7 separate regions of the Mus musculus genome follow, and regions 2, 3, 4, 5, 6 and 7 are each linked to region 1. A link is a contact called in public Hi-C and HiChIP or PLAC-seq data. All regions are on one chromosome and are shown on one strand. The core of a region is the stretch at or near the end of the contact, and the rest is flanking DNA. Distances in the headings are between cores, read along the strand shown. Region 1 has its middle 30 kb from the start of Gm41333. Region 2 has its middle 16 kb from the start of Gm41335. Region 3 has its middle 100 kb from the start of Gm41335. Region 4 overlaps Pvt1 (Pvt1 oncogene). Region 5 has its middle 120 kb from the start of 4930449C09Rik. Region 6 overlaps Pvt1 (Pvt1 oncogene). Region 7 has its middle 66 kb from the start of 4930449C09Rik.

Region 1 (3,441 bases), core at 112-2,611:
ATTAGACCTCTCATTCTGGGTTTTCCAGTCAGTACCAAGTGATCTTCCTTGCCACATATCTTTCTTTATTCTTTCCTTGACAACTGTTATACTCTCTTACATGTTTATTTCCTCAAGCCTTTGTTGTAATTCAGTTGTTAGGGATGGACAGTGATCTGGGGAACTGAGAAAGTCACTGATCTCAGGAGCTAAGAAGGTCCATAGACCAAAGACCACACAGAGCCCATAGATTTTGCAGATCAGTTTTTTTTTTTAATGCTAAGAATAAAAATGGAGCAAAGTAAAGGAGAGGCAGACTGACCAGAAGAAGCCTCCTTCTCAATGAAGTATCCAGGGGAAACTCTACTGAAGGAACAGTATCTGAATGTAGGCCGAACATTGTGCAGACCATGGATAGAAAGGGGAAGTCAGGCAACAGCCTTGGGTCTACTTTGAGAATAGAAACACAAGTCAAGCCTTGGTGAAGGAGTCAATAAACTGTATCAGATAAGAACACATGGGCAGACATCAATCCTGCTGGTAGGAACTATATTCTGAGCTAATGATTGGCTTACTCACATAAGTAGAGTCATTCAAATTCTCTGTATCTTATTCTGCCCTTCTCTAGGAGGGTACTGATGAGAGCATTCACTTCTGGGGTCATGTGAGGATTTTAAATTGAAAGCAGTACCTGGCACACATTCAACAAGTACCCACTAGTTCTTGCTACTTCAGAGCTAATATCATTATTTATTCTGCTTTTATACTTTCTTCCTTTGAAAAACAGCAGGAGCTTGTTATACACGTATTTCTCCAATAAAGTGTGAGGAAGGCCAATAAAATAAAATCAATAAAAGAGGAAGCTGTTCTGGCTGACTCAAGGGAGTAGCAGGCAAGCACACCATCTGTTCAACCCCACCCAGGCCCCATGGTGGTCCTGAGGATGCCCTGGGCTCCAGCACTCACAGCTAACTACTTTCCTGTGAGAGCTCAAAACAGAGAGATTAGCATCAAAAAAGTGGGGGGGCTAGATACGTCACTATCAAAAAATGAAAACTGTAAAGTAGAATATCTTGGTTCTTTTAAACAAGACCTTTTCTTCTCTGTCTCTGTGTGCCTCTCTGTGCCCCTATCTCTATCTCTCTAGGTCTCTCTGACTCTTGTCTCTCTCTCCTTTTCTTCTTCTTTCCTTCCTTCCTTCCTTTGAGAAAAGAGATTACCAGGCCACACCACCAAAGCCACCCTTCTTGAGGTGGTTTTTGGAGCTTGTTTATGTTGCTCAGACTTAGTCATAAGTTCAGAACATTCTGTGGGTTTTACTGGAACTCAGTATCATGGCTCATCCCAACTCAGCTTGCTCTGTCTGAGGCTGCCAGTGGCCTCCCATGGGACAATGGCTCAGAGTCTCAGGCTGCACACACGAGAAAGCAGGTCTTGTGGTTCCTCATAAGCCTTAGGAATGGCCTCTCTATTTCCAAAGGCCTGCAGTTAAACTTAGGAACCAGAAGAGGTGTGTTGACTCATATTTGATGTTCCCTGGGGACACCTGCTACTTCCTGAAGCCTAGTAGCTTGTCATTTTGTGTTCCTAGATATGTTTCTCCCACCCAGAAATCCACAAAGTTATGGTATTTTTCCTTGTATGTACCTTGCAAGCTGCTGTAGGAGTTGGGTGTGGTTAGCCCAAATATCGGTTTGTTGTTGAAGGTTTGATGGTTTCTGACTGTTTACTTAGCTTTAGTTCACTGGAGCACTTAGCAACACTTCATCTTTTGGGGGTTTCTGAGCCTCACCTTGTGTGCCCAAAGACACTTCTGTTGTGTGTTTTCTTACATGTAGATGGAGCGCAAGCACTTTCACACCTAGAATCTGGTGTGAACCCATCAGCAATACTGTGAGGCACAATTAAAACTCTTCCTTTAGGAGATGAAAATGGGACCCAAAGGCATTAACTAAGTTATATAGGTTCACTCAGTGGATGGGCATGAAAACATCCTTAGAGCTACATCAGGTGGACTCCTGGTCCTCTTTTCTATTCACTTTGCTATATTTTAATGTGACAGCCCATCAGATTTTAACATGAAGATCATTGCATCTCTCATAAGATGTTTGCATTCTTGATACTTGTGGTTTACTTACTTGGTTGAATTTAAAGATTCAGTGGGAGAAAGAAAGAAACAGAGAAGGAGGGAGGGAGGGAGGGAGAGAGGGGGGGCTAGGGGGACACTGGGTGTTTATGTGCATGTGTAATGTGTATGTTTGTGTCAATGTGTAGAGAAATGGGCAGAAAAAAATAAGAAATTAAATTTCTGTTTGATCTGGTTTCAGTTTCCAGAGCTATCAAGCAAAAGGTGTGTAAAGAGTACTTCTAAAATCCTTATGAGCTTATAATACTAAACCTCCATGCTGTAACAAGAGGGATAGTGATGTGTCCTATTCTCTGTCACTCACTTTTATACTTAAAGACCTTTGTTTCTCCCAAAGTCAAATCGATTGAAGAGAAAAATCTAGTGGGGGCACCAGGACAAAGGGCTCGCTAGCGTTTGATGTACCCACTGCCAGGAGGAGATGTGAGCCTAAAAGGAAGCTGTTTTGTTTTGTGCACGTTTCCTGCGATGTTTCTTTGGTGGTAGGGTTGAGATAATTCAGCATCACTGGTTTTCTAGTTGTTCCAAATTCCAATAGAAACATAATGGTCTGAAGATGCCTGGTCGCATCTGAAATGATGAGTATATGAGGTTAAATTCCCCATGCCTCAGGGAGAGTGTTTGGGAAGAAGCAGTTTTCAGGACAGAGCATGAGGGTTTCTAACTCACAAGAACTTAGACATCAAGAAGCAAACACAATGGACGAAGCAAGTGGAAGTTTCATGAAGCACCCACTTTGCTCTTGAACTGAACATTCAGAGCAGTGGTCGTTTAATAAAGGAAAAGAGGAGAAACAAAGCTTAAAGAACAGAATTGTAGATACCAATAGCTATACTTATACTAGGGATATTCCCTGCAAAAACTGATCAGGAATTATCTTTCACACATGATTCAGGAAGGTATGGTCTTATGGGTCATATCAAGCCAAATTTGGCCAAAATTGATTATTTCTTACCCAGCATAGAAAATCTTTTTTTTTTTTTTAAACAAGAGTCAATGCTGGAAAGGGCTTTAGAGCCTACTATATCTAACTTCTTTTAAAACAAAAACTGATATAAAAACCTCATAAAATAGTGAATACTTCCACTATTTTTCAGGCTTTTAATTTCTCCAAAGACCAGTAATTAGAGCCACAGCAAAACAATATGAAAGGGTTTACAATGACAACTATGATATTTATTTGTTGTATGGCCTTGTGTGTTGTGGGGGGGGGAAATCTAGTTTTATGAGCATTAGTTTGTTTGTTTGTTTTAAAGAAATTGGAACTATTCCTATTTCTTTATAAGGGACGTTGTGAAAATTAAATAAAATTAACA
Region 2 (3,684 bases), core at 109-2,608, 640 kb after region 1:
GCATGAAATAAAATAAGTAGCATAAACTATTATTGGTGTACTCTGAACAGTAAGTCTCATATTAACATCAAGTTCAAAAGAGAACTTACATCATCTTTAGGAAAGATTTTAGAGGGCACGTAGGTCTTCACTGGAGTCATTTGTAAATTTGTCAGAGAAATTTCATTCACATCACATCAAAATTTCTTAAAACTATTTAAAGAAATCTTATTTAGGTAGTTATTTATTTAACTTATTTATTTAGTTTATGTGTATGAGTGATTTGCCTGTATGTAATTTTTTTCTGTGTGTGTGATGTGTGTGTGTGATATATGTGTGTGTGATGTATGTGTGTGTGTGTGTGCATGTGTAGTACATTATGACATTATGTCTGGTGCTCATTGAAGTCAGGAGTCATATCCACAAAATTCTAATTACAAACATTTGTGAGTTACTACGTAGGTGCTGGGAATTGAACCTGAGTCCTCTGTAAGAGTAGCCAGTGCTCTAAACTGCTGACCTATCCATTTCTCCAGCACCTTACAGCATTTTCCCCATATTTCATCTGACTTTATCACCTAGTTGCATCCAAGAGTTTCTTTGTAAATTCTTAAACTCTGAGAAACTCTGAATGTGTGCAATTTTTCTCCTTCTAGCTTCCCTAATCTGTCAGATATGGGACTTTCTCATAAGGCCCTCACTCCTTATAATGACAATAAAATAACCATTCCCTGCATCTTAGCTCCATCTGTTTACCCTTGCCTCCATCACCATGAGAAAATTGCTGGGATCTTGATTAGTTAGTATTTCTGTCATGTAAGGATACACATAAGCTCATAGAATGGGTGTCTCCATGTGCACTTGAGTCACAGAAAGCATTCAAACAAGAACAGTGCTATCAAGCCTTGAACTAGGCAATAAAATTGGATGTTCATATTATGTACACATCCCTATTGTGCATACTCTCTGATCCTGAATGCTAGGAATTTGGAATCTACATGTTCTGTCACATTCTCTCCTACCTTGGAAATGTAGTTCCTGAAGAAAAGAGCCACACTGAAGCCTAAGGAACCAATAATCAGTTGCTCTTTCTAATTGAGCACTTCTCTTTGCTTAGATTTTGGAAGAAGCATGAAAATGATTTACTGATTTAGGAACTGGGTGGAGTGGACCACAGAAAGACAAATCAAAAACATCTGGAATGAACTATTTGAGAGAGAAACGGGGAGGGAAAAAAAAAGTAGAGCTTTCAAATGAAACGAAGTACAGATGATTTGGCCAAATTCAAGCCAAGCCAAACACTCACATTAAACATTGCACTTGGGTCTGGTTCAATAGCAGGAGCCGGCAAGGGGGAGCCTCAGCCAACACTGCATCAGAGGCACATTGTGGAGGGAGGAAATGAGTTTAGTCAAGCCAGCTGTGACTTCAAAGCCGTGGCTCTCCCAGAGAACAGTGGGAAAGGGTTCCCCCTTCAGTGAAGACTGCAAAGTTCATCCAAAGACAGTCCGAAGGGAACTAACTCTGGGAAGAAGCAAATTGCATTCCACACTCTAAATAATACTTTCCTTGCATGAAGTGGTGGTGACCATCTATTTAAAGAGACAGAAAAAGAATGAGGAAGAGGTGATAAGGAGACGTCTCTGATGCACATTCCAGGACACACAAAACTGGTGTGTCTGTGTTTGCTTTTCAGCAAAGATAGGCATGTCTTTGCATGAGTCATGCTTCCAGCTATGTGAAAGGTGACAACACAGGATTTCTCTTCTGAAAGATTCCCATGATTTCTTTCCCCTCTTTGAACTTCTAGAAAACTAATATTTCTTTCAATGCATTTCCTCAGTAAAATTTTATCAAGAAACCCATGGTGGGTTAGGTGGGGGTAAAACAAAGATAAGCAAGGAGAAGCTAGACATATAAACAAAGGCTTATGGTATTGAACCAGAAGCCCCTGTTAGAGCAATGGTTCCCAGAGAGTAGTCTCCTAAAAGGTGAAAGCAGAGGCAAGAACAGCACTGGGGTAGGAAAGTTTGCAAGCTCTAGCCTCAATGCACTGAATGAGAAGGTGCAGTTGGTTTATTGAGCTCTCCCATTGATTCAGATAAGTCTTAAACCTGGGAAACCACTTTTATAAAATAGAAACAGAGGCTTCTGGAGCAGAGAGCCAGTACTACTGAGCCAAAATGGAGATCTTCTACCATGTACAAATCATGGGCTCATCTCCAGGTTAGAATTCTATAGGTGGCCCTCTGTCAATACACAACCATGAGCCTTTGCTTCTAAGTAAACTGCTAAGATTCAAAGGTAAGGAATTATTTATTCTACACCCTCCCCAGCCTTCTCCTTCCAGCTCAATGACTCTCAACCTGTAGGTCATGACCCCCAAAGACCAATATCTATACTGCTAGTCATAACAGTAGCAAAATTACGTTTGAGGGTCACCACGACATGAGGAACTTTATTTAAAGGGTCACTGCATTCGGAAGGTTGAGAACTCACTGTTCTAGCTAGCTTCAGGTCCAGTTCTTGGATGATACAGCTTTTAGAACTTACTTTGAGACACTAATTCTGAAAGTTTACACTCCTCAGGAAATCTTGGCAAGCATGTATTTGCAAAACTTTCCAACTCTTGAATATTCGAGAAGAATAGTGGTTATCTCCTTGAAGCACTCACTGGATGATTGGATCTCTACTGGATGATTGGATTGGCATCCTTATCAAGGGTTTTCTCTTAGTATGCTTGGGCACCTCCGCTGATGAAGATTGCACTATCTCAGGCTGCAGTTTGCTTCCTTTGAGACAGCTCCTTTTAGAAAGCACTTCCTTCTTCTGGGCTGAGCACTGCCATCATTTCCATTCCATTTGTTAGTTATAATTCTATCCCTTGGGAACTCATAGCAAAGATACTTACATATTAATGTGACATTCTTCAAGTATTTGAAGTTAATAATTATGTAGCATATGACATCAGTTAAACTCACAGACTCTGGAAGCAGACGCCCTACATTCAAATTCTTGTTCTGCCACTTAGAAGTCTGTGACCTCAAGAGAGTTATTTACTTGCTCTTTACTCCTTGGTCTATATTAAAAGATATAATAATACCATTACATCAAAGGGCTTTTATAAGGATTTCAGGAATTAATGTATGCATATAAGCCTGGAATACTGTAAGTGCTCTAAATGTTTTAGCTATTATTAATCATCATCATTACCATAAAGATCTTGTCAATTCTCTGACCTCAGCCACATTTCTAATTCTATATTTATTCACTCTGGGACTTGAATAATTACATATGTTTCAGTGAGATCTCCTAATTTTCATTCTACCCCATCCATAAATGTGAGTGGTCAGTTGGGACCACATGAATTGTCCTGTACACTGTAATTTTAAAAAGGAGTAATGTATATTCCCTCTAGCCTTGGCATTAAAATCTTCTACTCTACTTCAGTTTATCAATTACCTGCAGAAAGAGAAAGGGAAAAGAGATGCCAAGAAGTTACCAAGAAGTAGTAGGCACAAAGGTTGGAAGACTCAGAACTCTAGAGTCAATACGTAAAGGGAAACTCCCTTTAAAAATCAACAAGTTTGTGCATTCCTGATGGCTAGTATGAGCAAGAAATTGCATTTGCTCTGTGAAACCACTGAAATTTTACAGTCTAGGATGATTAATATGATGGCTTCCAAATTTATGTCTCTTGCTCAT
Region 3 (3,636 bases), core at 84-2,583, 560 kb after region 1:
AATACTGGGTGTATTACCTTTACTTTCAGTTTCTTCCAACTTTCAATAGCATAAACAAGATACACATTTTTTGCATCTAAGTCTCCATGCATATTTATGAATTTCTGTTTGCCTAGGAATGGAGTTACTTTCATCTAACATTTGAAACTCTTGGAACATTCTTTTTTTCCCAACGTATTCCTCAACTGCTCAAATTTTATGCCCAGTAAAGAATTTAAATACTTTCTTTAAAAGTGAGTTAATGAAGGTTAAAGAATTTTAAGATTTGACGAAGGAGAGGGCGCAGTTGTTCAGTGGGCAGGTGACTTCATTTGCATGCTGTTCTTAAACTGACCTTCTACTTCTTGTATTCTGTGACACTATGTCCTACAGTGTGGTACTCTTACCAGTAAGTTTGCAAGTGGAGTTGGCCATTGGGTGGCACCTTTAAATAATGGAAAGTGGGAATGGAGAAGTAACATAGTAGTTGCCCACTGATCCTCCACTTCAGGCATTACCACTGATGAGTGCTAGCCCTCTCCCCTGAAATTGGTCCTACTCCTTTCTAGATCACTCATCCTCTCTGATCCAAGCTCTCACATGATGACTCCATGACATGTGATTCCTGGCTAACTGGCTGTTTCAGCATCTGCATCCCGATGTATACCTGCCCTGTATATATCTCACTAAGATTGTTCCTGCCACTCATGCTTGCCAAATGCCTACTGATCTCCCATTTGTCTACATAGACTTTTTAGACCTCCTTCAAAATTGGTGACTTCTACTGTATGCAGAATGAACACACTATAGCAGCACTCAAATGACCTTTGCTGCACTTGCATCTATAAAAAGCCTGAATAGGTTTTTTGTTATTTCTTCCTCCTTGATCTACATTTAGGTGATAACTGTTTGATTCTACCTCCCAAATGTGTTCTCTCTTTCAGAATACTTTAAAAAAAATGTCTGGTCTGAAACCTAATTGACTGAAATCATCAGCTTCACCACAGTTCACTGCACTCACTCAGAAAGCTACTCTTAGAGGCAATTTGACAGAGCTGTCCTTTGAAACTGGCATTTTCTAAGTGTTCTTCTAAATTACAGTTGGGCCATAAATATGGCAGGTTAAACGGAGACAGCTGAGAAATGGTGTAGGTGAAAAATTACAAGGATGGGATCTTTCTCCTCTTCCACATGAAGATTTAATCTGCCAGATTAAAAAACCCTGAACCTGGTGATTGTGTCAAGATAACAGCTTGGAGGATGCTCAGAGATGGGGTTCCCAGGGTGTTTCAAGGGATGGGTCTGTGGCCTACAGAGGCAGGTGTTTCTCAGTTGGAGCACAGAGGAGTTCTTGGCACCAGCACTGGGCCAGCTGTGAGTTTATCTGTGGTATCTGGCTTTCAAAGTAGTGTTCCCTGCAGTCTGCCTAAAAGAAAGAGATGATCAAGATGAACGAAGAGGTAATTGCACTGTACTCTACTCTGATGGGAAAAAGGGGGGAGAATTATGAAAGAAAAATATATATGCACATGTATATGTAAATATATAGTTATGTGTTGATATATATATATATATATATATATATGGACTATTGAATTATCTATAGGAGAGTAATATAACAAGATATGTACACTTTACAATCTGTGGACATCCAGTGATAGAGAATGTGTGTCTGAGATTTTTCATGATCGTGTTCCCTTTTCTGCATTTGTCATCACTCCCAATTCCACTCTCATGAATAAAATACTTCACTGGCCACAGGTTTGCTGGAGATGGAGATCTGTTCCCAAATCCTCAGTTACTCTCTGGGAAATGGCTTCTGTATGTACACATGTTCTCTAGCTATGTAATAAAAGACCTCTCTTCCTTGGCAAAACTTAACTCTACCTTAGAAAACTCTGATGAGTACTAGAAAGATGACATGTTCCACAAACGTCTTAAGTGATTCAGGGTTCACAACAAAGAAGGAGATGCTATATTGTCTTTCATGACATAGCGTCTAAGTCCCATAGCATAACTTCTATAACACACAAGTGGGTAAAAGGTTTACAAAGACCTGTCTAGTTTAAGACAAGACTTCATGTAGTCAGAGTGGGAGGAGGGGGAGCCAGAGATGGAAATGTTGTTGGAGTTGGTTTGGGAAGAAACAATTTGATATGGGAAAGGAATATACACTACTTATTTTCTATGCAGAAATTAATCCCAGGGTCTTTGCACATTAGACAGATATTCTACCACTAAGCTACATCTACAGCCCCTAGATTGTTTTTAAAAACAGAATTTGACTGAAAGGGATAGAAATACAAGAAGCCAAGAAAAGGGGGTTTTCTCTGACCATGCAAAAGAAGCATTGGAGTGTGAGTTTGGAAACACATCCAGCCCGTTCATGTAAGAGTCACAGTGACTCCAGGACCTTGTAACTGATAAGCAACAACCCAGCCTAAGAGTTAACCCATTACAATAGGAAAAGGTCCTCAAAGATTAAACACTGATCACTTATTGGAAAGCCCAATAAGCAAAGGTCATATATCTGTTTTAAAAGAAAAAAATCCAAAGAAGAGTAACATTTTGTAATCGGTGACTAAGTCATAGTTCATGTCCATGAGTTCTGTGACTACTTAATGCCACCACAGCAGGATTAACTAGTGGCAAGGAAAGCCATGATGGCACACAAGGCCCGCACCTTACTTGTCCACTGTGAAAAGTGTCTCCCACCTCTGCTGTGACATCTCTAGGAGTCCTATATGTGCCTTTTTCTATAAGAAGATGGAAATAATTTCAAAAATTCTTCTCTGGCTTTCTACAGAAATATTTTTACTTATATTTTATACAAATTGTCCTCTGTCTCTGTCTCTGTCTCTCTCTGTCTCTTTCTCTCTCTCTCTTTCTTTCTCCCTGGACAGGTTCTAGTTAATGTCGCATCTCTCATGCTGACCTTCAGTATCTTCTCCTCAGAGTGGTGCCTCATGACCTACTGAAAGCAGATTCATACATCTATTCCCATATTATTCCTAGACACTGAATCTGAAAATATTCTCTTACCATCTCCCACCACCCTCAACATGATTTCACTGCTTTATTTACCTGTTCTTTACTATGTCCCTATTACACAAAATGTGTATTCTGTGGCAGCAGGGACTGCTGTCCCCCCTCCCCTTTGACCCCAGAGGCAGTGTTTGTTTACATGCCACTCACTGGCATGAATGACTGCCTACTGGATTGTTTTAGCTTTCCCTGCTAAATGAGAACGACATATTGATATCAACATAATAGGAAGCCAGCATCTCTCCATTTCTGTTTCAAAAGAACTCACATGAGATTATTTTCTCTATGTTGTATTGAAGAAACTTGAAGAACATAGAAAAACCAGAAGTTCTCCAAACTTGAAAGAGGCAGAAATTGAAAAAGAGGAGGAATGAAAAACCCAAAGACCGTATTCAGGACTTCCATGCAAGGTTGTATTGCAATATCCGGTCAGAAGAACAGGATTGGGTTGGCTAACTCAGGGTGTCTTTCCACCCATTGTTAACAAAAATGGTTAAGAAGAAGCCAAAAGTGTAATATAGATGGTTGGATGTACCTCATGTCAATCATCAAAAAAGAAAAAAGGAGATAATTGGAGTGAAAACTCAGTTAATCTTTGACCTTGAAACATTG
Region 4 (3,774 bases), core at 418-2,917, 580 kb before region 1:
TGAGATGGGTTAGTCCTTTTTCCAATGGGAGCTCCTTCCTTGCCCTGTCCTACGTACCTAGTCATAACTATGTAGGTTGTTTTTGTAGCTTCCCAGTCTTCCTTGATTAACCACAAGATGGGGGTGAGCTGGGGGGAAGAAATACCCGGCTGATGCTTATGGAGTTAATTAAGATTTTCCTGGGTTTCATTTGTTCTCCTGGTTAGCACGAAGATAAATCCTCCAAATGGCTGGGAGGGTTTCGGCTGACAGTGCATTGTGAATTCACATAGCATTTGCATCTTCCTGGGGATGATAAATGTTTAGATAACGACAAACAACGGGGAGGGGGAAAGAGAAAACTGGGGGAATTCAGGTGGGGCTGATCAGATTGGCCCCCCTCCGTGGTGTGATGAACCAGCGATAAACGGCTTAACTGACATATCTGATGCCCTCTGCTTCCCATGTAAGACTGAGGAAAGTGGCTTAGTTTTGTTGTCTGATGAAGCCAATGCCTTCCTGATGCTTCTGTGGGCTGATGTGAACCCGGTTCTCACATATATATCAAATGGCATGGTGTCTGGGTGGACACCAACGTCCAGGATTTTACATGTTCTACTTTATTGGACATTCCCAATGTGCCAGTGTTCGATTTAATTTTCCTAGCAGTTCCAAAGGTGAAAAAGCTGTATAATCGTCATCCTGCAAGTGTTGAAATGGAAGATGGGAGGGGTCCAGTCCCCAGCTAGCACGCACTCTAAGATGGGATCCCTTCCCTGGGGCTTCTGGACACACCTTTCTCCATCATCTGCTTGCTACCCAACAAGTGTCCACGTTTAGTCCGTAGGTGGCAGGTTGCTGCTTCCTGCAGATTCAGACATCAAGGGCCCTCAGAAGACACTCTGACTACCAGCAAGAGGCTGGATACCTGAAGCCTGTGGAAGTGACAGGGCCTTTTCTGTTTATAGTCACTGCTCTCCCGCAGTCTCTGGAAGTCATAAACCTAAGCCAGCCAGTGCTCAGGAGGATGACTGGAGGCTGTGCCTTTTTGTCTGCTAGGGGACAGTGAATGCAGGTGTGACAGGCAGGGCTGGTGGAAGAGGAAGCTTGCTCCTTGCTCTCTAGTTCAGACCGTTTTTCCTGGATTCCTAGCTGATTACATGGCGCCTCCAATGATCAGATTGAGGAGAGGAAGCCAGAAAGTTCTGGCATTTTCCTACTAAATCCTCACCAGTTTAAATCAGCACCCTGTCTAGTCCCCCCCCCCCCCCACCAACCCATCCCACTTGAGACAGGGTCTCAGGTACCACAGGCTAGCCTCAAACTTAATGGACAGCAGAGAATGACTCTAAGCTTCAGCCTCTATCTCCTGGTTGCTGTGATCACAAGTTTGCACCACATAGTCTGGTTTTATTAGGTGCTATGCATCGAATCCAGTTCTTCTGGATTTTGTACTGAGTTACTTCCCAGCCCAGAAGGACTTCTTTTGAATGATCACCTCAGCGATTCTACATGTGGGGTAGCCCAAGCCGCAGTCTTACTGAGGGTGTAAACAGAAGGGGAGGGGTGTGTGTGTGTGGGGGGAGAGTGATAGCTGAAGAAAGTACACATTCCACACCCAGCCCCTTCCTGACTCTGGTTCCCTGGAACTGCAAACAAGGAGCTGATTCACATGGCTGGCTCCGGGGCCCCCCTCGCTGGAGTTGAGAACCTGTGCCTTCCACTGACGGGGAGGAAATTCCATTTCAGTTATTCCGTGCTATGAGTTGCTCGGGGCATTCTCTATCTTGATTTTTAGGGCTGCGTCATCTTTTTGGAATTCGCACCCCCCTCCCAGTTTTCTTTCTTTGGGTGATATATCGAGGTGAAAGCTTAGTACAAATCTACAGGGCACAGTCATTCTCTGGCATCTAGGGCTTCATGTTTTTCGGAGGCTGGTCTGTTAGGGGCATGGATGCAATTGCCTTCTCCATCTTCCCACATCCATTTCTTAACCCTTCATGGGACTTCCGATGGGACACTCTATTTTGGAGGGCTGCAGTGTGTTACAACTCTTGGAAAGACTCCTTGAGGTGTAGTAGAAGAGGCCACCACCGTCAGTGTCCCAGTGAAGAAGTAAGGAACGCTGTCTCAGAGGTACACCAGCCTCATCACCAAAGCTGCCATCCAGCAGACTGTTCGGCTAGTTTCCTGACTCTTCCAGCTGATCCCCGTCTCCACCTGATCTTGGTTTCACACCTGCCACAGTGTCTGTAAATCCCCTTCTGGCTTCCTTGACAGACTCAGCTGCTCTGCCTCTCAGCTCACGGCCACTGTGTCCTTTTCTTTGAGGTGTCCTGTCTCTCCCATGAGACTGAACATTTCCGGGGAGAAGTGGTAGCTTTGGATCCACTGCCTATTCAGAGCCATTTATCTGGGGTGAGTTCATGTTTGCCAAAGAACTCTCCAGAGCCCTGTTTGACACTTTTAAGTGTATATGAGTGTGTACTAGACTACACAGGCCATCTCTTCCTTTTCTTCTTCCTCTCTGCGGCTGTTTCTGATCCAGAGTACCACTGAGGGAATAAGTGGCTGCTGCCCCTGTATTCATAGGATCATTCCCAAAAGTCCTACCTCCTGCTCCTCAAATTCAATGAAAAAGCAGCCATGTAGTTATGAAGGTATTTGCAGAGATGTGTGGGTGTGGGGCATGGGATGAAGGCAGAGTGAACCTAACCTGGCCATTTGTAGCTTGTGCTCTGGTAGCATAGGAGTCTAGATTCTTTATTCTCCAAGCTAATTTAGGAGATTGGTTCAAGGACCATGGAGGAGATGCAGGCACAAACAAGTTCAATATGTGCAGGGATCTCTGTGGGGTGAGGGACAGCTGATCACTGAAGCACTCAGTAGATGCACACAGGATGGGACCTTTCACTGTAGTTCTGAGCATGGAAGACATGTTTATAATCTGCCTTTGAGATTGAAGATCGATCTAACTCGTGCTCCATAGGAAATTCAAGGCCAGCTTGGATAAATTGACATCTAGGCTTAGGGGGAAAAAAACAATAGGAAGGAAGGAAGGAAGGAAGGAAGGAAGGAAGGGAGGGAGGGAGGGAGGGAGGGAGGGAGGGAGGGAGGGAGGGAGGGAGGGAGGGAGGAAGGAAGGAAGGAAGGAAGGAAGGAAGCTGAAGAGGGGCTTTAGGGGTGCCTTTGTGATTCCTCTTAAGGGTGACACAGACAGAGACCAGACATCTGAAGGGGTAAGATATTATGAAAATTTTTGATCAAAAGTTGTAGAGAGACACACAGGATGCCTTGTGTACTTGTAGGACGGGGGTAGCCGAGTTCTTTAAAAGCTAACAGAACACAGAGGAACAGCCAGGCCTCTCTGAGCTGTGCTGAAGAGGACCTGGAGGTCAGATGTGGGGTCAGAATGCAGAGCAGTGTGAAATCCTGACCTGAAGCATTCTTCAGCAAGCTGAAAAAAAGGCAAATTTCCTTCCTGCGTTCTGTTTATTAGTCCCTTCCTTGTCCCCGTGCCTCTGCCCTCCCACTCACCACCCTGAGGATGGTCACAGGGCCTGTGTGTGACTGCTAGTCTGGTGCTGACCCACTGACCCACACTCTCTGTTCCTGATGCTCTTTTCTTTATTTAAAACAAAACGAAACTTAACTTTTTTTTTTGTAACTATAGTGTTATTTTGTCCCTCTAGTATTTATTTCAATAAGCAGAACATCTGGTTAATAATTAAGAAAAAAACAATCCTTAACTATCAGTCATATCTCCTCTAACAGAAATCCAACAGGTCGGAAACT
Region 5 (3,355 bases), core at 243-2,742, 900 kb after region 1:
GCTCATCTCTTTGAGACCACACCTTGACCTTCCATGTGGCACTCTCACAAATTGACATCTTATTTCTCCAAAGTCAGCAAGAGAATCTCTATTCAGTCTGCTATACAAGATTTTTGCCATACAAAGTAGCTATCTTATCCTGATTGTTAAGTAGAATAACCATTTATAGGGTGGTATCCCCAATACAACTAGAGCTTACACTACGAGGGAGGGTTTATACATAGAATATATATTTGATGGATATGTAGAAGAAATTTTAGGGAACAATTTACAAATCCTGCTTATCAAATGGCCCAAGCATTGGTATCTTTATTCCATACATAAAATAAAATGTATAACAAAATAAACAATTTCATAAGAGAAAAAAGTAATACAATTTTCAAATAGAAGGGCTGGAGAAATGGCTCAATGAGTAAAATGCTTGCTGCATATACAGGAGGACCTGAGCTCAGAATTCCAGAATCCTTGAAGCAAAAGAAAGAATTAGATAAAATATCAAGGAAAAGCATAGACTGAAACAAAAAGAAAGTAAGATATATATTGTAAACTAATGTTCTGAAGATGCACATTGTCAGAATGGATTTAAAATATGTAAAAGGGTATAAGGAATATTTTAAGAGAAATTAAGGTTAAATAGATCTAAATGGATATGAATGTATATTGAATGGTATAAATATAAGATTGATGGGTTTCCCCAGTTACTTTTCTCCAGAAAGGACGAGCCAACTCTCAACTATGTGGGAGAGAGAAAGAGAGTAGTAGTCTGCTTCTGGAGAAATTGCAGACAAGCATTTCGCAAGCCAGAAAGCATCTATAATGTCTGCCGTGGACTGTGTCTTGTGAACCAGACTCTCTGGAAGCTGAGACAGAATTCCATTGACACATAAAACCCCATTCTGTTAAAACTTTCAGGCTCTGGTCCTCACTGCTCAGACTAGTGCAGCCCCACTGACTCAAGCTGACTATCCCCTCCATATTATCTCACATGTTAAAAAAAATTAATTAAGATGATCATAGTCCCCCTTGATTTTTTTTTTTTTGACCTTTGCTCTTCTTGAGTAAAACACTAAGAAGACAGAAATTGTCTGGGGCAAGAGACTTACACCTTTGTGAGTGTGGCATAGCAAGCCAGCTGTGCAGAAATAGCTGTTTGATCACGTACATGAATGTGACTGCTAGAGGAAAAATAGTTCCACCAGTTATTTTGTAGGCTGTGGTGAGATTTAACTGAGAAAGTCCATATGAGGCTGTCATCAATGTCTTTCATCCAATCTGTCTCTTACCAGATATCTCTATCAGGGAGGTGGGAGATTTATAGAGCCACACCCATCATCTCCCTGCAAAGGAAGGAATCCAACCTGCATACCTAAAATTTGCAGAGCCTTGAAGCCATTCTGAAGATTGTGCGTTGGATGAAACTGGATTCCCAATAAAGGACTCTGTGACAGGGTATTGCCCAGCCTGAGGCACTGACTACTCCAAAGTTGGACTGAGCTTGCCATCTAGAGGACACCAGGGGACAGACAGTCCCTACAGGGTCTTCGGTAGACAAGACCTTGGCACCTTAAGACAGACAAAGCTCCCTCTCTAAAGGACATTCGTTGAGGGTTTGACTGTCCAAGCATCATAGGGGCAGAGAAAAATACAGCCTCTGCCCTTGGTGCTCTAACGTGAAAATGAGACTCGCTTTCTAGAAGGATGGAGAAATTTCCTCTCGCAGATGTGTCCACTAATAAATCACAATGCCAGCTAAGGTTTCTCTCTGAATTAGATCTCAGTTTTCTTGACACTCAAGCTGAGGTGGACATCAGAAGTCCTCACTGCTTCATCTTGTCACTAAAGGGTAACGCCAGCCAGCTGAGGCCACACAGCTAGAAAGTAGCAGAGACAGACTTTGTGGAGTAATACTGGAAGTACCTGTATCAAGAGACTGACCTGTGCCTGAAGCAGCCAGATGCCATGGACCTTGTGGGAAGAAAACAGAGCAAGCAGAGACTCTGGGCTGTTGGTATTTCAAGGGCAGATTTTTATAAGTCAGACGTATTCATATCTTGTTGAGGCCCTAATTTGCCAGTGATGGAAGAAATGAGGAACTTTGGCCTCTGGCCTAGATTCACATAACTCTTCTCACCCTATAAATCCAGTGAGGCTGGAGAAAGTTTTTCTGACTGTATATACGCTTACAGTCTAAGAATCCTTTACCTTTTGAAAGGTGCCAATGTGGCTACATACAATTCAGGGCATTTAAACTAAAAAAGAAAATCTCTTTTCCAGAAGCAAGTCTGTAGGCCAGAATCCTAAACATTTCACCAATGTATAGCCTGTCCATATTCATGCTATCACTTACCATTGCATTCACAGTTAGTTTACACTTGTATGCACAGTCAGTTAGCAAGTGTGAATTCTGAATGAGCTGTGGTTAGGCATCAAGGAGACAGTGATGCCATGATATTCACAGCCACTGTCCTCATGCATCTTACATAGTTAGGAGACTATGAGAAATGCCCCAAAATGGCACCCCTGAGTAGACATTGAGGATTAAGTAATAACAAACTGAAAGTGAATTTGCAGTTGCCTTTCTACTCATTCTCTGTGTGGTCACTGCACCTTTGGTACCCTTTTCTTAGAGCTTCCCTCACTCAATGTATTCTTTTCCATCTTTTTTTAAATTTTGTTAAGTTTTGATATAAAAAAAAAAAACCTATCTATACACATGGACTTTCTGCTTCTGGAGGCCAGCGAAAAATTCTATCTATCTCATAATCTCCCACATTTTCTAGAGCCAAGAATCAAGATAGTAGATTTGGGTTGAAATTTTGGATAAATCAAAGGGTCAAATGTTTCATCAATCTGCCAGTCAATTTTAAGTATTACTGACAAAAGCATATCCATGAAGTCTTTCATTTGTAATGTGTGAGACTCTAAATGCAGTTAGTTGGTGATCAATGAAAATTTTAAAGTTACATGCTTCCGTCCAAGCACATCATTGCAAGTCATTTGTCATGTGTTGCACAAGGGATCTGTCAGAAGTGATGCAGAGTGTCGGTTAAGACAGACGGGCCTTTCCATAAATAACCATAAGATGCTTGTGGGTTCTGAGGCAGGGGCACATCTCCCACTAGCTGGAAGAATCAACGAGGCTAATCTTCACTGAAAACTGAAGTCTGGCTGCAGTTATTAGAAATAGCTCTCCTCCATGGAAGCTGGACTGGCAGGCAGGCAGGGAAGGATCCAAAGATTGTGTCACAGCTGAAAAGGAGCCTGCCAGAGAACATTCAGTTTCCAAATACATACATGAAGCATTGAGTAATAGCTTCGCTCTCCAACTTCATTTCAAATGAATCCAGTTTTAGAC
Region 6 (3,503 bases), core at 814-3,313, 620 kb before region 1:
TTGACAAACATTTTTGAACCACCCTCCCCTCATCTACACACACACACACACACACACACACACACACGCACGCACGCACGCACGCACACATGCACACACACATACACTTAGTTCTACAATTCACCAAAATGAGAAACTGGAGGCTGAAGGCTGGTCAGTGTTTCCCTTTCCTGATTTGGAAGGTGTGGGGCTAATAGGAAGTGAGGTGTAGAGCTTGGTACTCGGATGTGAGTCACTTAGGTTCGAATGTCACTGTGAATGTAATTAACTGTTCTGGGTCTCTGTTCAATCCCTCTATAAAATAGCAAGCCACAGTGACGTCTGTCTCATAGGATTGAGATTTTTCCTTGAGTTTATTAATATAGCCTGGTCTACAAAGTGAGTCCCAGGACAGCCAGGGCTATACAGAGAAACCCTGTCTCGGAAAACAAAAACAAAAACAAAAAAAAACAAAACAAAAAAAAAAAATATATATATATATATATATATATATATATATATATATATATATATAAAACAATTGAATGGTATACTTTGCAGCATCTCAGCAAGACGAGGAGGTAAAGCCAGAGAACCAAAACAAGGCTGAGTAAAATGAGCTGAGGCCATTGGCCATTCCTTATTATCAGGAAGACATAGGTGACTACCTACCTTTCTCAACTTCTGGTCCCTTCCTCCCTCCCTCCCTCCCTCCCTCCCTCCCTCCCTCCCTCCCTCCCTCCCTCCCTCCCTCTCTCCCTCTTTTTTCTTCCTTCCTTCCTTCCTTCCTTCCTTCCTTCCTTCCTTCCTTCCTTCCTTCCTTCCTTCCTTTCTTTCTCTCTCTCTTTCTCTCTTTCTCTCTATTTTTGAGACAGGGTCTCTAAGTAGTCCTGGCTGTCCTTGAGCTTGCTATGAAGGCCAGGCTAGTCTCTAACTCAAAGATTGTCCTGCCTCTGCCTCTCAAACACTGGGGCCAAGGGTATGTGGCCACCATGCCCAGCCTTAAGTGAATGACCTGGATGCTCTTTGATAGTGATCCCTCCAGGGGCTTGGCCCGCCTTTGCTCTAATATAGAGCATGCTCTTCAGCTTGTAGGGCAATGCTCTTGTGACTTTGCCAACCTAGAGGTTGCTGAGAAAGAAAGCAAGTTTCTCACTTCTCCTGGAAGTCTGTATGGAAGAGCTGCAGCAGGAGCTGCACAGGTCCCATAAAGAAGGAATAGAATAGAGGGACTCTGCGGGAGGGGAGGGGCATGCTGATGTAGAGGTCTCCACAGTATATCTTGACTCAAGCTGGTTGTGACAGAAGCTTTCTGTAGGGGTGTATTTGCTGGGCTGAGTAACCAAAGTTGAGTTCTAATAAATAAAGATGAATGAAGAAGGAGGGAAATGTGGGAGGTTGGGGATGGGGGTGGTACAAGATACTCTCTGAGTCTGTGTGCCATTCAGAGTAATTTACACTGGGGGTCCCATTGTGCCCTTGGGCCCAGGCTCTATTTTGCCCCTTTGTTCCCTGTTCTATCCTAGCAGGGATGCTTGCTGACTTCCTGGCCATCCCCACCCCTTCTTGGGTCCTGGATCCTGCTTCCTTTCTCCCCCGCTTCACAATGATCTCATCCCAGCCGGGAAATGGGACTTTTGTTGCCCCTGCCTATTTGGCCTGGCCCAGTGTCAGGCCCATCACGTGCCCCTGCTGGGATACCGAGTGTATGAATCTCAGGCAGTGGGCAAGGCTGGCAGGGGAGGGCATTCCTCTGGACTGAGCTGTGCTGGTAGCTTGGCACACCCCCCCCCCCCCCTTCTAGAAGTGACTCAAAAGCTTTTCTGCATGCTCTTCTAGTGGACTGCTGAGTCATTCTCTGAGTCACAAGTGGTACAGCTGTGTACTCAACAGTGAGCCCTTGTGTGGGACCCAGATGGGCTGTCCTGACTCTTGGGGCATTTAAAGGCAGTTCACACTGGCATTTGACCCTCTCTGTCCTCCTCAAGGACTCTTTTACCCTGATTCCTTTCTAGGCCTATGTGTGTAGGCTAGGGAGTGATACACACCTCGGGCTGCCAGCTAGGATTCAGAATCCAAAAGTTCAATTCAAGTCAGCAGCTGGCTGACAGGCAGGGAGCCAGGGCGGTGATTAAGCAAGCTGGGGCAAGAGTGAAGTAGGGCAGATTCCTGGGCCCTAGGTGCGTCTCAGGAAGATCAGCCAACTTTCTTGTATCGTGCGTGTTTTGGGAGCATCCTGAAGCTACCTTGAGAATTCAATCTTTTTTTTTTTTTTTTTTTTTTTTTTTTTTTTTTTTTTAGTGAACAAGTGGAAGAATTCTTGTGTATTAAATCTCACTGTCCTTATACCCATTTGGTGTTTGAAGGAATGGGGTCTAGTAGATGATACCAGTTCAGAGGCAGAGTGAGAAGCATAAGTCAGAATATCAGAGTATCTAGAATTTGATGCTCAGACCTGCCTGACTCAGTTTAGCACCCCTCCCCCAAACCCCCACCCAATCTGGTTGCCTCGAGTCTTCCTCTTAAGGCAGCTGTCCTGTAGTGCAGGAAGCCAACTCCCAAGGTAAAATGTCTTTAGACAAATAAAAATGTCTTTAGAAGGCCTAGGCTCTCTATGGGGTGAGACTGAATGCTGAGGCCCGATCTGGCCTCTGATAGAGGAGGGCTTTCAACTGTTGGGGGCAGGGAACAGCTAGGAGCTTGGCAGGGAGGACTCTGTATATACTGTATCTGTCCGGTAGCACTGGAGATAGAGCCCTAGCTGACCCTGAGTGGAAAGATGGTTGGTTGCATAGTTGTGCTAGCACAGGACATACTGCAAGGGTTTGGGCTCTAGAACTTTTCCTCTGCTCATGTGGCTTTGGTGGAGTCACCTCTGCCGGCTAGTGCTAGTTCTAAAGCCTAACCCATCCTTTGGGAAGGAGTCTGTTTTATGGCTTCCTAGGTAAGGCTGATGACCCATGTGTTAGTGCTGATGTGAGCCACTTGTGGAAGTGGTCCAGTGTTCAGCCACCACTTATCCACTGGGGCCAGATGGGCTAGACCTCAAAGATCTGTAGGGCAAGATGGAAAACAGTCATCCTTTGAATTCACCAGGAACCTCATGACTAGAGAGATGATTAGGAGGCCATTGTTACCTTCTATGGAAGGTGATGAGTGAGCTGGAAAGAGCTTTGGGTATGGACACGCTTCGAAGGCGGGCATTTTGAATAGTAGCATAAAGGCAGATGGTGATGGGGAAATTTCTAATAGAGTGTTGCTGTAGAACAAGGTTGTTCCCAACCTTCTGATCCCCCCTTCCCTGTCTTCCTAGTGCAGTTATAGGCTATGCCACCAGATTTCTGGTTTTGATAGAAGCTTTCAGAACTCTCTTGTGTCCAGGAATGATTCATTTTCTAAGGACATCATCCAGCATTGGGGCCTTTCAAAAAGGATGGCCATGTGAGTAGTTTTTCACAAACTGATGTACAACAGTTGCCTCTGTGATCTGGACCTACCTTTTTGATCCTTTCCTTTTTTCTACC
Region 7 (3,798 bases), core at 570-3,069, 950 kb after region 1:
GTACTTACGTGTTGTCTGGTACACTGCACAAATGTGAAAAATGCTACTAGTCCATAAGGCTAAAGAGCATAATTTTAAGGCCTGGCTACCAGCTCCTATCATGTGTGCTCAAGGATGTGAACTCTTATAAAGAGGATTTTTTTTCTGGGAGAAATATGAAAGAAGGAATTGGTTTTCCTTGCCATGTACAACTGAGAACAAAAGTGGGAGGAAGGGAAGAAACAGGCGCACTTGCTGGGCTGTTCACCATCATCAATGCATATAAGAAACATCAAGGTGAGAACAAACAAGGTACTGCTGTGTGACGGGAGGCAGAAGTCAGCCACGGGAAGAGTCTGCCAATAGGGCTACGCATTAGCTACAAAGGGAAATTCAGAGCCTTGGCAGCAGAGAAGCCTGGCAGAAAGGACCTTAGGCAAATAGCTCACATCACCAGTAATGAGGGAAGCTGGCATTATGTGTATCCACCATAGTGCTTGAAAAGACACAGTAGCCCTTCCACGATGCTGGGGCTAGAAATGCGGGAGTTGAATCTGATCACAAGGCATCGTGGGGAAAACTGGCTTGAGGAAGAGTCTACAACATACCTCAATCTGTGTCCTTCCAAGGTAGTATTGTCGCAAAAGACAGGAAGCTTTTCTGAGCTTAAGGAGGCTAACGAAACTCAAGTTTAATGTGGGACTCAGCTCCTCATTTTGGCATGATTTGTGATTGGGACATTAGTAAAACTCACATGAAATTCACAGATTAAAGGAACAACTTACCTCGCTTTAATGGCTTAATTGGTTGCAATCCAAGAATTGAATGAATATATATATATATATATATATATATATATGTGTGTGTGTGTGTGTGTGTGTGTGTATATACATATATATACATGTGTATATATATATATATATATATATATATATATGTATGTATATACACACACACTTTTGGCACTATGTCTAAAATATATTTTATATATGATATATACATATATGCCATATATAGACACATATGTATATGATACACATTTTTAAAAAACTTGGTCAGTTGCATTGGGAAAATTACTTATACTGTCCTCTTGGTTTTATATTGTCAGTATCAACAAAAGGGGTATGGTGTAGAAACCCCTAACCCCCACTCTGACACACACACACACATCAAAGACCAGCACAAAGCATACCAGAGTGTGAGGCCTGAGCTGAGTTTCTGTAAACCCATATATGCCATATGTGTCTCACACCTTTCTCATTTATCTTCAAGGCTTCCAGTGTCCATGATAAGATGGCAATGATGCAACATGGACTCATTTACTCATTGATGCCGTCCCATAACGACCCATCCACACTAGCTAGGGCTTTTAAGATGTACCCCCTAGGACCCACATTCCACATCTCATCTTCATTCCTGACAGTACAGCAGAATATCCCCGCTACTGCTACACACCATGCTACCACAGGTCGATCATGAACAAGCCAGAAGACAGTTTGGCCCCTCGAACTATCAAACTCTTTGTTGACCTGGACTCTTCTTGTGAAATTTAGGTCACAGGGTCAGCACCTATCTGTCCTACATGCCAGACCAGGGACCCAGATTGTCTGTGGCACCTACACAAAGCACAGATAAAAACAAAATCAATCTAGATCAGACTGCTGCCATTTTGGAAATTCATGGGCTGGACCATCCCAGTGAACGGACACAATGTTGTCCTCCACACCCAAATGGACCCAAGAACTAAATTAGAAAATGGAGACAAAAAGTTGTTTCCTCCTCTTAGCCGATTAGGACAATCTAAGGAAAGTGCAAGAGCGCCCCCTGCTGCCAGTATTTGGAATTGTTTGATTCACCCTGAACATAGTTCAGCTTCAAGATGTGCAGCCTGGAGGCTTGAAATCAAGCCTCCTGCTCCCAGTGCGCACATTTTTCAAACACTACGCACACAGCTGCCCTTAAGCCAGTACTTAAGACTTCACCTGCATTATCTCGCTTCATCCCTTGAACAGTCTCAGGGCCTGGCAGAACAGCTACCATTGTGGCCTCTAACAGACAATTTAAAACCAGCCATGTAAGATGGTGTATAAAGTTGCTTACTCAAGGTCAGAGAGACTCTTTTTTTTTTTAAAGTAGCTCCATCTTTAAAATATGACATTCCTCCAAAGGATCTCTTCTAAATCCCCTTGCATACATAACAACCTAAGCTATATGCTGTATCTCCTAGGTGCACAGGACTGGGGAGTGAGAATGGGGTTCAAAAGCAATCCAATGATGTGTGCCTTTGTAAATCTATACATTCGTTAATGCTGTTATTTTCTCCCATGAATTAACAATTTTTACTCTTCTCTTGCTAACATGTACCAGGATAGAAATGAGTATGGTATATGTGTGTCTTTGTAAATCTATACATTCATTAATGCTGTTATTTTCTCCATGAATTAACAATTTTTACTCTTCTCTTGCTAACATGTACCAGGATAGAAATGAGTATGGTATATGTGTGTCTTTGTAAATCTATACATTCATTAATGTTGTTATTTTCTCCATGAATTAACAATTTTTACTCTTCTCTTGCTAACATGTACCAGGATAGAAATGAGTATGGTATATGTGTGTCTTTGTAAATCTATACATTCATTAATGCTGTTATTTTCTCCCATGAATTAACAATTTTTACTCTTCTCTTGCTAACATGTGCCAGGATAGAAATGAGTATGGTATCCGAATAAAAACTTCTGGATTACAAAGCGCATAGATCCTACTCCAAGGGGTTAAGGTTCTCAAGTGGGAAACAGAGAAATCCAGTGTGATAAAAGAGCTTCTCTTCAGGGACCAGTGGCTATGAAGAGTAAGATAAAAAGTCCTATAAGCGTTTGTACCAACTGAACGATCGTTTCCTCAGAGAAACTATAAAGCTATCCTCAGCCTTCCTCGTAATGTTGACATACAAGAGTGTGTTTCTCTGTTGAATATACAATGAAATACTGTTTGTTCAAATTTGTGTTCTTTCCGCTGGACCCTCAAATGGCAATTGAGAAATGGAGACAGATTTTGTTTTCCCAAGGTGGCCTGGTACAACTCCCAAAATGGAACTTTGTGTCGTTAGAACAGTTGAGAGGATCGTAGAAAGATGGACCCAAATATCAGCCAGAGAATTAGACCAGAAAATGGAACCAAAGTACCTGTCAGTCCAAGGATGTAGTGGCACTACGTGTACACCAACTGGGAATGTTGTGGTCCCAGGGGAATTAATATGAGAACCTATGATTACACACACGTGGCTCTTCTCAAGGGGGGTCTGGGATTGGTGGGAAACAATGGGTTTTCATGTCTAATAGTCTGAGTCCACAGTGGGAGACAGCTATTTCCCTAATCTTCCTGAGGTCATCTTTCTGCCTAAGGGTCATCTTTCCAGGTCAGATGATAGCTAAACTTGCCATCCCTTCAACATCAAGAACATAGAGTTTCAAAGGGTGAATTGCTGGGAGAAAAGGAAAAGTCAGGAAGACCAAAGGGAGACATTCAAGAGCTGGCATGCCACAGTCCCACACTTTTCTCAAATCCAGACTGTTCAATATCAAATTGTTGGCAGGCGGTTTGCATGGACTCTGCTCTGTGATAGCTGGGTACTACGTGAAAGAAAATGTCACTCTGTTGTGATGGGTTTAGACATCATGAAAGTTCAGAATACATAGACTCCAGGGAGTCTAAAGCTATCAGATACTGGTACTAGAACAAGGGAACGTACTGATGCGTATCTTAGGAGAAGACATGCATTGATCAGTTCAGTTTTAAAAGTGAATTTGAAAGAAATAG

What was found. HiChIP or PLAC-seq counts read pairs in DNA pulled down with a chosen protein or histone mark. A called contact is a pair of places that touch in the nucleus more often than the background predicts.
Region 2: a contact with region 1 is called in a FOXA1 HiChIP or PLAC-seq map of pancreatic cancer cells. The contact joins two enhancer-like sites. A contact is called at or near these places in 1 of 15 datasets of contacts at CTCF or cohesin (the NIH/3T3 cell line), 1 of 484 Hi-C or Micro-C datasets (uterus) and 1 of 115 datasets of contacts at active chromatin or transcription factors (pancreatic cancer cells).
Region 3: an H3K27ac HiChIP or PLAC-seq map of T-cell acute lymphoblastic leukemia shows a contact between it and region 1, with 2.5 times the contacts expected there. The contact joins two enhancer-like sites.
Region 4: a contact with region 1 is called in a FOXA1 HiChIP or PLAC-seq map of pancreatic cancer cells. The contact joins two enhancer-like sites.
Region 5: a contact with region 1 is called in a RAD21 HiChIP or PLAC-seq map of pro-B cells, with 17 times the contacts expected there. The contact joins two enhancer-like sites. A contact is called at or near these places in 2 of 15 datasets of contacts at CTCF or cohesin (large pre-B cells and pro-B cells), 3 of 484 Hi-C or Micro-C datasets (the N1E-115 cell line and uterus) and 1 of 115 datasets of contacts at active chromatin or transcription factors (T-cell acute lymphoblastic leukemia).
Region 6: a CTCF HiChIP or PLAC-seq map of the NIH/3T3 cell line shows a contact between it and region 1, with 5 read pairs. The contact joins two enhancer-like sites.
Region 7: a contact with region 1 is called in a Hi-C map of the C2C12 cell line, with 2.5 times the contacts expected there. The contact joins two enhancer-like sites. A contact is called at or near these places in 1 of 15 datasets of contacts at CTCF or cohesin (the NIH/3T3 cell line), 3 of 484 Hi-C or Micro-C datasets (the C2C12 cell line, adipose-derived mesenchymal stem cells and bone marrow-derived macrophages) and 2 of 115 datasets of contacts at active chromatin or transcription factors (T-cell acute lymphoblastic leukemia and large pre-B cells).

The regions. Positions count from the first base shown.
Region 1 is chr15:62,697,435-62,700,875 of GRCm38.p6, forward strand. No RefSeq gene overlaps it. Among named protein-coding and RNA genes, the nearest start is that of Gm41333, 30 kb to the left of the region's middle. Within about 2 kb of position 1,362, at least 72 of the 459 cell types and tissues checked have an H3K27ac peak or open chromatin away from gene starts, as enhancers often do. A contact at or near this core is called in the C2C12 cell line, the NIH/3T3 cell line, T-cell acute lymphoblastic leukemia and 3 more, where this site is marked.
Region 2 is chr15:63,339,208-63,342,891 of GRCm38.p6, forward strand. No RefSeq gene overlaps it. Among named protein-coding and RNA genes, the nearest start is that of Gm41335, 16 kb to the right of the region's middle. Within about 2 kb of position 1,359, at least 70 of the 459 cell types and tissues checked have an H3K27ac peak or open chromatin away from gene starts, as enhancers often do. A contact at or near this core is called in the NIH/3T3 cell line, pancreatic cancer cells and uterus, where this site is marked.
Region 3 is chr15:63,254,633-63,258,268 of GRCm38.p6, forward strand. No RefSeq gene overlaps it. Among named protein-coding and RNA genes, the nearest start is that of Gm41335, 100 kb to the right of the region's middle. Within about 2 kb of position 1,334, at least 4 of the 459 cell types and tissues checked have an H3K27ac peak or open chromatin away from gene starts, as enhancers often do. A contact at or near this core is called in T-cell acute lymphoblastic leukemia, where this site is marked.
Region 4 is chr15:62,117,519-62,121,292 of GRCm38.p6, forward strand. The region is part of intron 1 of Pvt1 (Pvt1 oncogene); the gene reads left to right. Among named protein-coding and RNA genes, the nearest start is that of Pvt1, 81 kb to the left of the region's middle. Within about 2 kb of position 1,668, at least 64 of the 459 cell types and tissues checked have an H3K27ac peak or open chromatin away from gene starts, as enhancers often do. A contact at or near this core is called in pancreatic cancer cells, where this site is marked.
Region 5 is chr15:63,600,254-63,603,608 of GRCm38.p6, forward strand. No RefSeq gene overlaps it. Among named protein-coding and RNA genes, the nearest start is that of 4930449C09Rik, 120 kb to the right of the region's middle. Within about 2 kb of position 1,493, at least 38 of the 459 cell types and tissues checked have an H3K27ac peak or open chromatin away from gene starts, as enhancers often do. A contact at or near this core is called in T-cell acute lymphoblastic leukemia, pro-B cells and uterus, where this site is marked.
Region 6 is chr15:62,077,743-62,081,245 of GRCm38.p6, forward strand. The region is part of intron 1 of Pvt1 (Pvt1 oncogene); the gene reads left to right. Among named protein-coding and RNA genes, the nearest start is that of Pvt1, 42 kb to the left of the region's middle. Within about 2 kb of position 2,064, at least 192 of the 459 cell types and tissues checked have an H3K27ac peak or open chromatin away from gene starts, as enhancers often do. A contact at or near this core is called in the NIH/3T3 cell line, where this site is marked.
Region 7 is chr15:63,650,927-63,654,724 of GRCm38.p6, forward strand. No RefSeq gene overlaps it. Among named protein-coding and RNA genes, the nearest start is that of 4930449C09Rik, 66 kb to the right of the region's middle. Within about 2 kb of position 1,820, at least 38 of the 459 cell types and tissues checked have an H3K27ac peak or open chromatin away from gene starts, as enhancers often do. A contact at or near this core is called in the C2C12 cell line, where this site is marked.